Regions from separate parts of the Gossypium hirsutum genome. Here region 1 is linked to region 2. Evidence: chromatin contacts called from public Hi-C data. All regions are on one chromosome and are shown on one strand. Each heading gives the region's core, a stretch centred on a gene start, on an enhancer-like site or on the middle of the called end of the contact. The rest is flanking DNA. Distances are from core to core; before and after follow the strand shown. Region 1 holds the start of LOC107889227 (GTPase LSG1-2). Region 2 holds the start of LOC107889224 (E3 ubiquitin-protein ligase PUB23).

The links. A called contact is a pair of places that touch in the nucleus more often than the background predicts.
Region 1: a contact with region 2 is called in a Hi-C map of leaf, with 2.8 times the contacts expected there. The contact joins the promoter of LOC107889227 here to the promoter of LOC107889224 in region 2. A contact is called at or near these places in 13 of 34 Hi-C or Micro-C datasets (anther, callus, hypocotyl and 2 more).

Annotation. Positions count from the first base shown.
Region 1 is chrA09:66,804,705-66,809,294 of Gossypium_hirsutum_v2.1, forward strand. It overlaps LOC107889227 (GTPase LSG1-2), which reads right to left and starts at 2,196. Exons shown (of 7, transcript XM_016813582.2): 1 at 1,768-2,196; 2 at 959-1,060; 3 at 788-874; 4 at 180-273. The coding sequence starts at 1,991.
Region 2 is chrA09:66,668,001-66,672,171 of Gossypium_hirsutum_v2.1, forward strand. It overlaps LOC107889224 (E3 ubiquitin-protein ligase PUB23), which reads right to left and starts at 1,768. Exons shown (of 1, transcript XM_016813577.2): 1 at 99-1,768. The coding sequence starts at 1,572. The coding sequence ends at 328.

The DNA of each region.
Region 1 (4,590 bases), core at 946-3,445, 140 kb after region 2:
TTTTTCATCTAGCACCTGCACCCTGCAATACTGCCTCATGTGCCTTAGACAACACTGCTTTAAGAAAATCAACCTATCGCAACTTCATCGTATGTTTAACGACAAGCATAATGTAGAAAGTTATTTACGTTTCACCTTCAAAAAACAGTAAGTTCATTAGAAGAGACAAAAAATCTTACCAAATCACAGCGTTCAAGGACCCGCCAAAGCTGCCTCCAGATATCCAAGTTCTTCTCAAATGGAGTGAGAACAAGCTTTTCATTCTCCTCGAGTCTGCAACAAACACAAGGGCATGAGAATACAATCAATCCAAGTCTCTATATGCTAACATTTGCAAATCTAAAATGCATAAAACATGATGAGTCAATCCTATAATAAAATGCTCACACATGTCAACAGGCTTATTCAAAGTATGCTTCTCTTCAAACATGATTCAAACACTCTCATCCACAGAAAAGTAGAGGGGCAAGGACCTTTAAGCCAGCCCTGAAAAATAACCATAAGTGGAAAACTAACCCTGAATGTACAACACCAAATCGTATAGAGATGATGAAATTTTTGTTTCAATTTGGCTTGTTATAGCAGGTATATTTTATTATTTACTTTGTCTGACCTGGTTGAACACTGCATTTGGACCTATCGCAGGATATATTCTTGACAGTATTAATCAACTTGTCCTTCCCTAATTAAATATTTATTTTTTGCAAGTATTTATCACATAATTTTCTGTTGACCCTTTTTTAAATAATTGGAAAGAAGATCATGTTCATTTTAGTCATGGCCTAACCTTGCTAAGCTCCGGCGCCAAACTAAGAACGCTTGCTTCTCATTGGCATCTAGCTCTTCAACAGACATTGCTGCAGTCCATGGTGGCCTATATGAAAAGAAAGAAAACTCTTTAGTTTCCAATCATACATATGATACTCGATTTGAGTTTTGGCAAAAGAATAAGACATGCCTGCGCGGAACTCGGAGACTACTAGCATGCAGTGCTTCCTCTTTCTTCTGCTGTTCTCTTCTTTCTTCAGGTGTCATATCGCTGATGCTTGAGCTCACATCCCTAGTAAAAAACAACAGATATCAGATAAACCACTGGGTACTGGTATCAAAAGCATTGGCTTGGACATGGTAAAGCTTAAAAGAAACAGAAAAAAGTCCAGGAATCACTCACTATATATAGAATGCTCAGAAAAGTGAAGTAGGGGAACTAAATATACGGGCAAAAACTATGATTAACACATTCAACTTAAACATGGGTTAGATACTTACCTGCAACCATCTCCAAAAATAGTGGGATGGTGGAATTGATGGGATTATGGGACTAAATAAAATCTCAAAAAGGCAAAGTAGCATAAGTACTAATTCACAAGAACATTGTTCCGGTAATGTTAGTGCAAAAAAGTTATACTACTAGCCTATAGAACAGAGCCCTTTGAACAATAAATTAAACCAATCTAAGTCCCTAAAAATACTTGCAACAGACGTACCCTCAACCATGAATCTCACGTAAATGGTATTACAATCAAAGTCCAAGCCTTAAAAACATAAGAAACAGAAACAAAAACTTTCAGAAATTTAAAAAAAAAGATAAAAAAATAAAAACCCAAATATGCAACCAACCAATTACTTCAAAAGGCAATATCTTTACACGAAAAAACCCAAACTTCTACTAACTTAAAAAACACGGTTACTGTTTTACAACTAATATTAAACCTATATCATCATGTAAAAAAAAAAAAAGAAGAAGAAGACTTAGGCAAAGCTTACAAATTGATGAGGGGGTTAGGGGTGGGGTGGTGGATAGAGAAAAGTTGATCAGCTTCCTCAACCTGCTCGATGACAGCATCGATGTTGCTAACTTCGGTTACCGATTCCAATACTTTCTTATGTTGGCTCTTATAAAACCTTCCCTTCTCTTTGGATTGCTGTATCATTGCATTGTGATGCTTCACCAGGGCTCTCCCTACCCCTGACTTCTCGTTCTTCCCCATTTTTCCTTGATTCAGATTCAGATAAATATCTCCCAAAGAAAAGAATACCCTACTGAATTTGCCAGGAGATTGAGAAGATTGCAGAAAAAACGAGAATTCTAGGGTTTGGAGGCTTGAAGTTGGTGGTTTAGAGCCTTCTGAGTTCTGATTGAGTCTACACTCTACACCGCCATCTCCATTAAAGGGTTCGAAATTATTAGCCCAATTATCCAACATCAATATCCAGTCCAGGCCCATATATATCATATTAACTTGTATCTCTATATCATTTATTAAACTTAAATGTCATCTATCAATTGGATCTCACTTAATGAATTATCAAAAATAAATCCGATCTCACTCAATTATCAAAAGAAAATCATTTTATTTAAAAATTAAATTATATAATTATATGAATATTTTTTTTATATTTTTATAAATCAATAAAAATTTATCCATAATAAGATTTGAGAAATTTGTACTAAGACGTCACGCATCTAAATTTTTTTTACCAATTAAATCAAAACAATTTTTAGTTTTTATATCAAAATTTAATAAATATATTTGTTATATAAATTTAATTTTATGTTTGTATATATTAATAATATTGTTAATTTAGTCAGTATCATAAATTAACTCGATACTAACTCAGGATTGATAACAACACAACAATAAACAATTGTATATATATTTTTATTTTGATATTGTATACATTTTATGTGTTATTATTAATTAGTTCCAAATTATACATTTTAGTTTTTATTATATGTTATTTTTAAACAGACATTTATGTTTTGGATCATCTAACTTAAGATTAATGTGTCAACTAAAGATTGTTTTGAAGGTAAGTTTTGTAGCCATGTGTTTATCAAATATGGTTGGAGTTGTAATTGTTAACAATTAGCCCAAAGAGGCAAGTAATGGTTTTGACTTATGACAAATGTTTATCTAGTTTTTATTAAAATAATAAAATTTTTTAAGTTCATGTAATAATTTATTCTTTTGAACTTTAAAAATTTATAATTTAATTACAACCCTTTTAAAATGATTAACTTATAATTTAATCTCTAAAAATTGTAAAAAATTTTAAATTAATAAAATTACATTTTAATCTTTTCAAATGTTTATAATTTAATTCTGTCTTTGAGGCGTATTTGATATAAGGCCTTAATAGTGAAGATATCAACTGAACTTTACGTGTCTACCAGAATCCACTTCATTATCCAATATTTCTCGTTCATCTACCTCCGAGAATTGAAGCTACCAAGAAGAGGAGGCTTTGGGCTTTTTCAACAGAGTAGCAACAGACAATGTTTTGGAGACAGGCCTTCCGTTTAGAGTTAGAGGTGGTCCATTCTACATTGCCTCTAATCAAGACATTAATAACCCCTCATGCAGGCTATTGCCCTTGTCATATTTTTGAGCATCAGATGGTCCCGCCTCCCTATCATGGGATTGGTTCCTCTAATATAGCTCTTAGGTTAGAAATTGTTTCAAATGGCCCTACCGGATGGTTGACTCATAGGCGGAGGGTTTCTAGTATACCCTAATGCTTAATCTAGATAAAAAAAATATTTTCCGGAGAGGAAGTGAGCTCATGATAACTATGGAAGCAACAGTAAGGAGCCTTGTTCATTTGAATTTGATAGCCTCTATTGTCTCAAGTGTCTAAGCAAGCAGGGGATGTAACAACTCGATTTTTAGGGATGTTAGAAATGACGGTTTCGGAACCTCATTTTCATAAATCGGGTCTGCAAATATTTATAGAGTTGGTAAAAAAGTATATTAAAGTTTGGTCTAGTAATTTTGTTGAATTAATAGTTAATTTAGGCACATGGACTAAATTGTAAAAGTTTTATCACTATAGGTTTTTAATTGGCCAAATGTTTAAGGACTTAAGTTGCAATTAGCCAGAGGTCCAAAATGAAAATCAAACCATTTTGGAATATGTGATAGTAAAAGATGACGGGGAATTGCATTTAGATAGATTAATAGCTAATTAAGTTAAACCAATCCTGATTTAATTAACTAAGTAAGCTTAATTAACAAATAATCAATGTATAAAAGGAATAAGTTAGTGGGATTTTTGTATCTTCTTCATTCTCCTAGTCGGCCAAGCTTTGAAAACCTAAGAAAAACCATTTTTGAAGCTTTCAACTTTCGGTCCTTGATTGGTAAGTAATTTTAGGTAATTTTCTTGTAATTTTTGTGTTTTTTGAGGTCATAAGAGTTTGGTTTAGCCAACCCATGTACCAATTTGTAAAACTGTTAAAGTTTTTGAATGTTGTTATTGTTGATTTTTTGAAGAATTTGGTGTATTGGTAGTATGGTGGGAGAGTGTCTTTAGGTAGCGAAGATAAAGCACCATGTGGAGTTTGAGATTGGCGTGGTGTCGTTTAATTGGGATTGAGGGCTGGTTGCTCTATAGCCAACGTAGGTGGCTGAGTTTGCGTTTGGTTTGAAGGAAGCTCTGTTGTAAGGTTTTCTAGGTTTGTTGGGTTAAGAGGGGCATCAATTGAAGAAAGGGCCATGTTTAGTCTACATTCACCACACCAATTGTTGCTACTGGATGTTAGCAAGGGGAAAATAATGAGGAGATAATGGTGGTGATAAGAAGGTC
Region 2 (4,171 bases), core at 518-3,017:
TTAGGTGTTTTTATATTAATTATATTATATGAAAGTGTGTTTATATTACTTATATTTTGAAAAATATAAATTTACATGAGAGAAAAAGATAAAAAGGAAAACCACAAAATTCATCTAAAATTATACGGATTCTCAACAAAAATTCGTGGACATATATCTCCATTAACAAAATTCTCATGGAAAGTGTCTACGTATAGACAAATATTTCATGCCTATTAATTTTGTATGGTTCCAATATTAGTTGCATGGAGATCAGATTTAATTTCCCCCATGCTTGTTTCGATATATCTACATACGCAATAATAAAGAAAAATCAGAGCGCCAATCTCAAGAAGATGGATAAGAAGACAACAAATGAGATGGAATACAAGAATGGTTCCTCCAAACCCTAGAGTGCAACTTCAACATCTCCCTTGCTTTTTCCTTGGTCTTGTAACTACTATCAAGTTGAAGCACTAAACACAGCTTTGCCACTACCCCAACTTGCAACATCTCTTGAAGTACCCTAGATGTTGCTGAAAACCTGCAAATCGATGACAGAATCCTCACTGCCCTCTCGCTTACCACATGCGAAACCCTGAATATTTTCTTCGACACCATTGCTAGCCCCGCTCCGTGGTTCAAGAACTCCGCCCTCCCTTCGGCGCAACCACAGAGCTGGTCCAAAACAACCATCGCCAGCTCCGAAGCTCTCTTGTCGGAGCTTTCGAGAAGAAGCTCGATCAAGACGAACACGGCTCCTCCTTCCACGGCTTTGATCCTGTTCCTTCCCCATGGACAAAGCTCCACCAGGAGTTTCAATGCTGCCTTGGAGGCTTGTTGCGAGATCTGATCACGCAACGTGTGCACGATTTCGGTGAAGAAATCGGGCGTAAGGCTGATCAAATGGATTGGATCTGCCACTTCAAAAATATCCTTCAACAGCATCGTGGCGTATGCTCGAGATTGGTAGCTATCATTTCTCAGGATTTGCACTAAACTCTCCACAAATTCATAATCATTGCTAATAATACTTATTAGACAGCTTTCCGAGACCTTGATATGATAAAGAATGCTCAACGCTTCATCGCTGGCTTTTAAAAATTCGGGCCCTTCATTGCTTTCGGTTTCAAGTAATAACGTAGAATTATAAGTCTTGATGATTGATACAAGGAATTCAACTGCACCAGCAGCTTCCAAGCAGCTTCTGTTTCTTTCACCTTCGAGGGTGATTGATCTGAGCCTTTTAAGGCATTTGACTTGCATCTCAGGGAACTTTTTCGCATCTTTAAGGAGCTTGGCGATCTGGGTTTTGTCGATGGGAGGCTTCGGTGTTGGGATTCTTTCAACTCCATGGGAAGCATTGACTGTGCACCATGCTTGGATCAAACGACGAAGAGTGTGATTTGGAATTAGATCTGAATCGTGTAACACTTGTTTCGTTACCGGACATACCTTGTTCTTGCATGAAAACAACCATTGCTCTATACTGTCTCTATCGTACGTTATTCCAGTTGAGATGGTAACAGGATCTCTCATTAGTTGAAGGGAAATCGGACAAAGAAAAAGGGAAGGAATCTCAATTTCATCCATACTTTTTATATATATGTATTTTGGAGTTACTAAATCTATAGGCAAAAACAAACAAAAACTAGCTTTTATGACACTCTATATATGGAAGATATGATGATGGGAAATAAAAATGGAATGAAATGTAGTTACCTCAAACTCAGTCTGAAATCAAAACACTTGCAAAAATGGCTGGTGGAAGAGAGGGTTAAGGGAGGCATTTTATACATGGAGAGGAGAAAAATGCATAGACAAATGCAAGCTGTTGATAATAAATAAATAAATAAATAAATAAAGTCAAAACACGCAATGCAAAATTAGAGGGAAATGGAGAAAGGGAAATTAATTAGGACCATTTCCAAGGTTTTGAAAGAAGAAAAGCTCAAAAGGGTCTGGCATCGAATAAAAAATTCGAACGACTTTAGTTTAAAGGCATTAAATGGGGAGCTTTGGGGCAGGCGTCGGTGTTGCAACACCCTGCTCCTCAATCCTTATTCCCACTTTGACTTTCTCTCTTTAAATAATACTTTCTCTTATTATCATTTTCAACTCTTTTTTTTTTTTTTAAAGTTAAATAACTTACCAATATATACGCATAAGGATCAGCAGTAGCGATTTATATGTAATAACAGAGTTTGGATTCATTTCTAATTTGTTTTTTAAAAAAAAAAAGGGTTTGTCTTGTTATGGAGGGTTGCATGGGGTGGTGCCGACAGCTCCTCATGTAGCTCGTGGATATCCGCCCCAGTCCCCACGCATTTTATGGGCTGAGCCTTTAAGAAATCCATGCGACTTTTACTTTGGAGGATGAGGTCAACTGAAAACGATTGATTGCACACCCTTCATCAAACACAAATCACTCTGTCGTTAAAAATAAAAATGTTGGTATGCTAAGAGATCGTCTTTAATGACGTTACCGTTTTATAACCTCTACATTTGTGCCAACTGCACTCATCCATGTATCTATTAATTAATTAATTACTCCAATTTTACTCAAGTAGATCTTTTAAGTAAACAAAATTCATATATATCATATATTATCTTTTTTGATTTTTTATATACTCTTAACTCTCAGTATTTAAACTTAAAAGTGAAAGTTTATTTACGTTTATATACAATTATTTCAACAATAATAGTGTGAATCAAATTAAGATTTTACCCGCAATATATTTATATTTAGTATATCAGCATATTTAATAATTTTTTGACAAGTGCATATATGTTCACGTGTTTATTTTATTTTCCAAGCATTTTTTTATATTGCAATTTTCTTTTAATTTTTTTATTTTGTTGATATAAGGATCGACAGGAAAAGGAATGGGAAGGAGATGACTTTGGTTTACGGATGTCAATTCACCTAAAGAGGAAGAGAGTTAAACAAGAACAAGAGGATATATAAATTGAGGATGTAAGTATAAAGTTGTTTAGAGTAACTTTAGGGTGTCTAGTAGTTTGATCCTTTTTACATTGCTTGCTAGCTCTTTATAGAAAAGGTCTTTTTTGTACATTAGATATGGCAAGATAAACATTTAATCTTGCTTAATGCATAAAAGAAAATCATGGGTGTATACTGTGGGGACTCTATTAATACGAGATTATTATGCTTGAATAGACTCCTTAACATGTCGAGAGTGTGTTCACCCCTCTGTCGAGCGGATGATCTAGTTGAACACCTCTTTAAATCATGATCAATATCAGGTCCATATTATCTAAGAAGTTGATGCATGTTTGCATGACAAAAGTATCTAAGAAGTTGATGCATGTTTGCATGACAAAAGGATATAATATATTAATATTTCACTTTTTTGAGCATATAGTAATATTTTCTTTATATTGCATTTTTTTTTAATTTCAATTTGAGATGAAAGTATGGTTTATTTTATCCATAAACTTTTTCCTAATGGTAACAAAATTAATCTTGTGGAGATTGAAATTCAAGAATTTAAGGAATATAGAGAGCCAATTACATACCAAATTAATATTATTATGTATATTGTGATTCAAGATGTGAGATTTATTTATAATTTTTTTATAATAATTATTTATTTATAAAATATTATCATTAGAAGTCTACGTAACACATGGAACACCTAGATCTAGATTTAAGTATATAAAAAAATATAGGCCAAAAGTCTTTTCCGTTTCATGAGAAAAAGTCCATGATTGTTAGCATAATTTAAGTAATACATGTATATCTGAATATAAAGTATTAACATTATGGATATATCCTTTATATAAAAAATTATCCCACGACTTTAAAGAAAAAAAAAGGATTTAATGAGAAATGCATATATTTGATGGATTCATAATTGTCTGAAATAAACAAGAGTTGGATGTTTTGATATATAGAGGAAATAGGCAATGCAATAAAACAAATGTCCAAGTTGAAAGCCGAGATCGTTTGGCTAAGATGTATGTTGAGAGGCAATTAAGGAAGGGGAGCACAAGTTGCGGATAATAGGGCATTGGGATAAGGGAGTGGTCAATCGGCCTGAGCTGTATATCTTGGGATCCAGGAATGAGACAATTGATTATCGGGCAGTGCCGGCGCCAGACATGGCCATTGTCCGCCAATCAATTCCTACTTATTTATTATCAAAGGATAAGGATTCCTTATTATTAT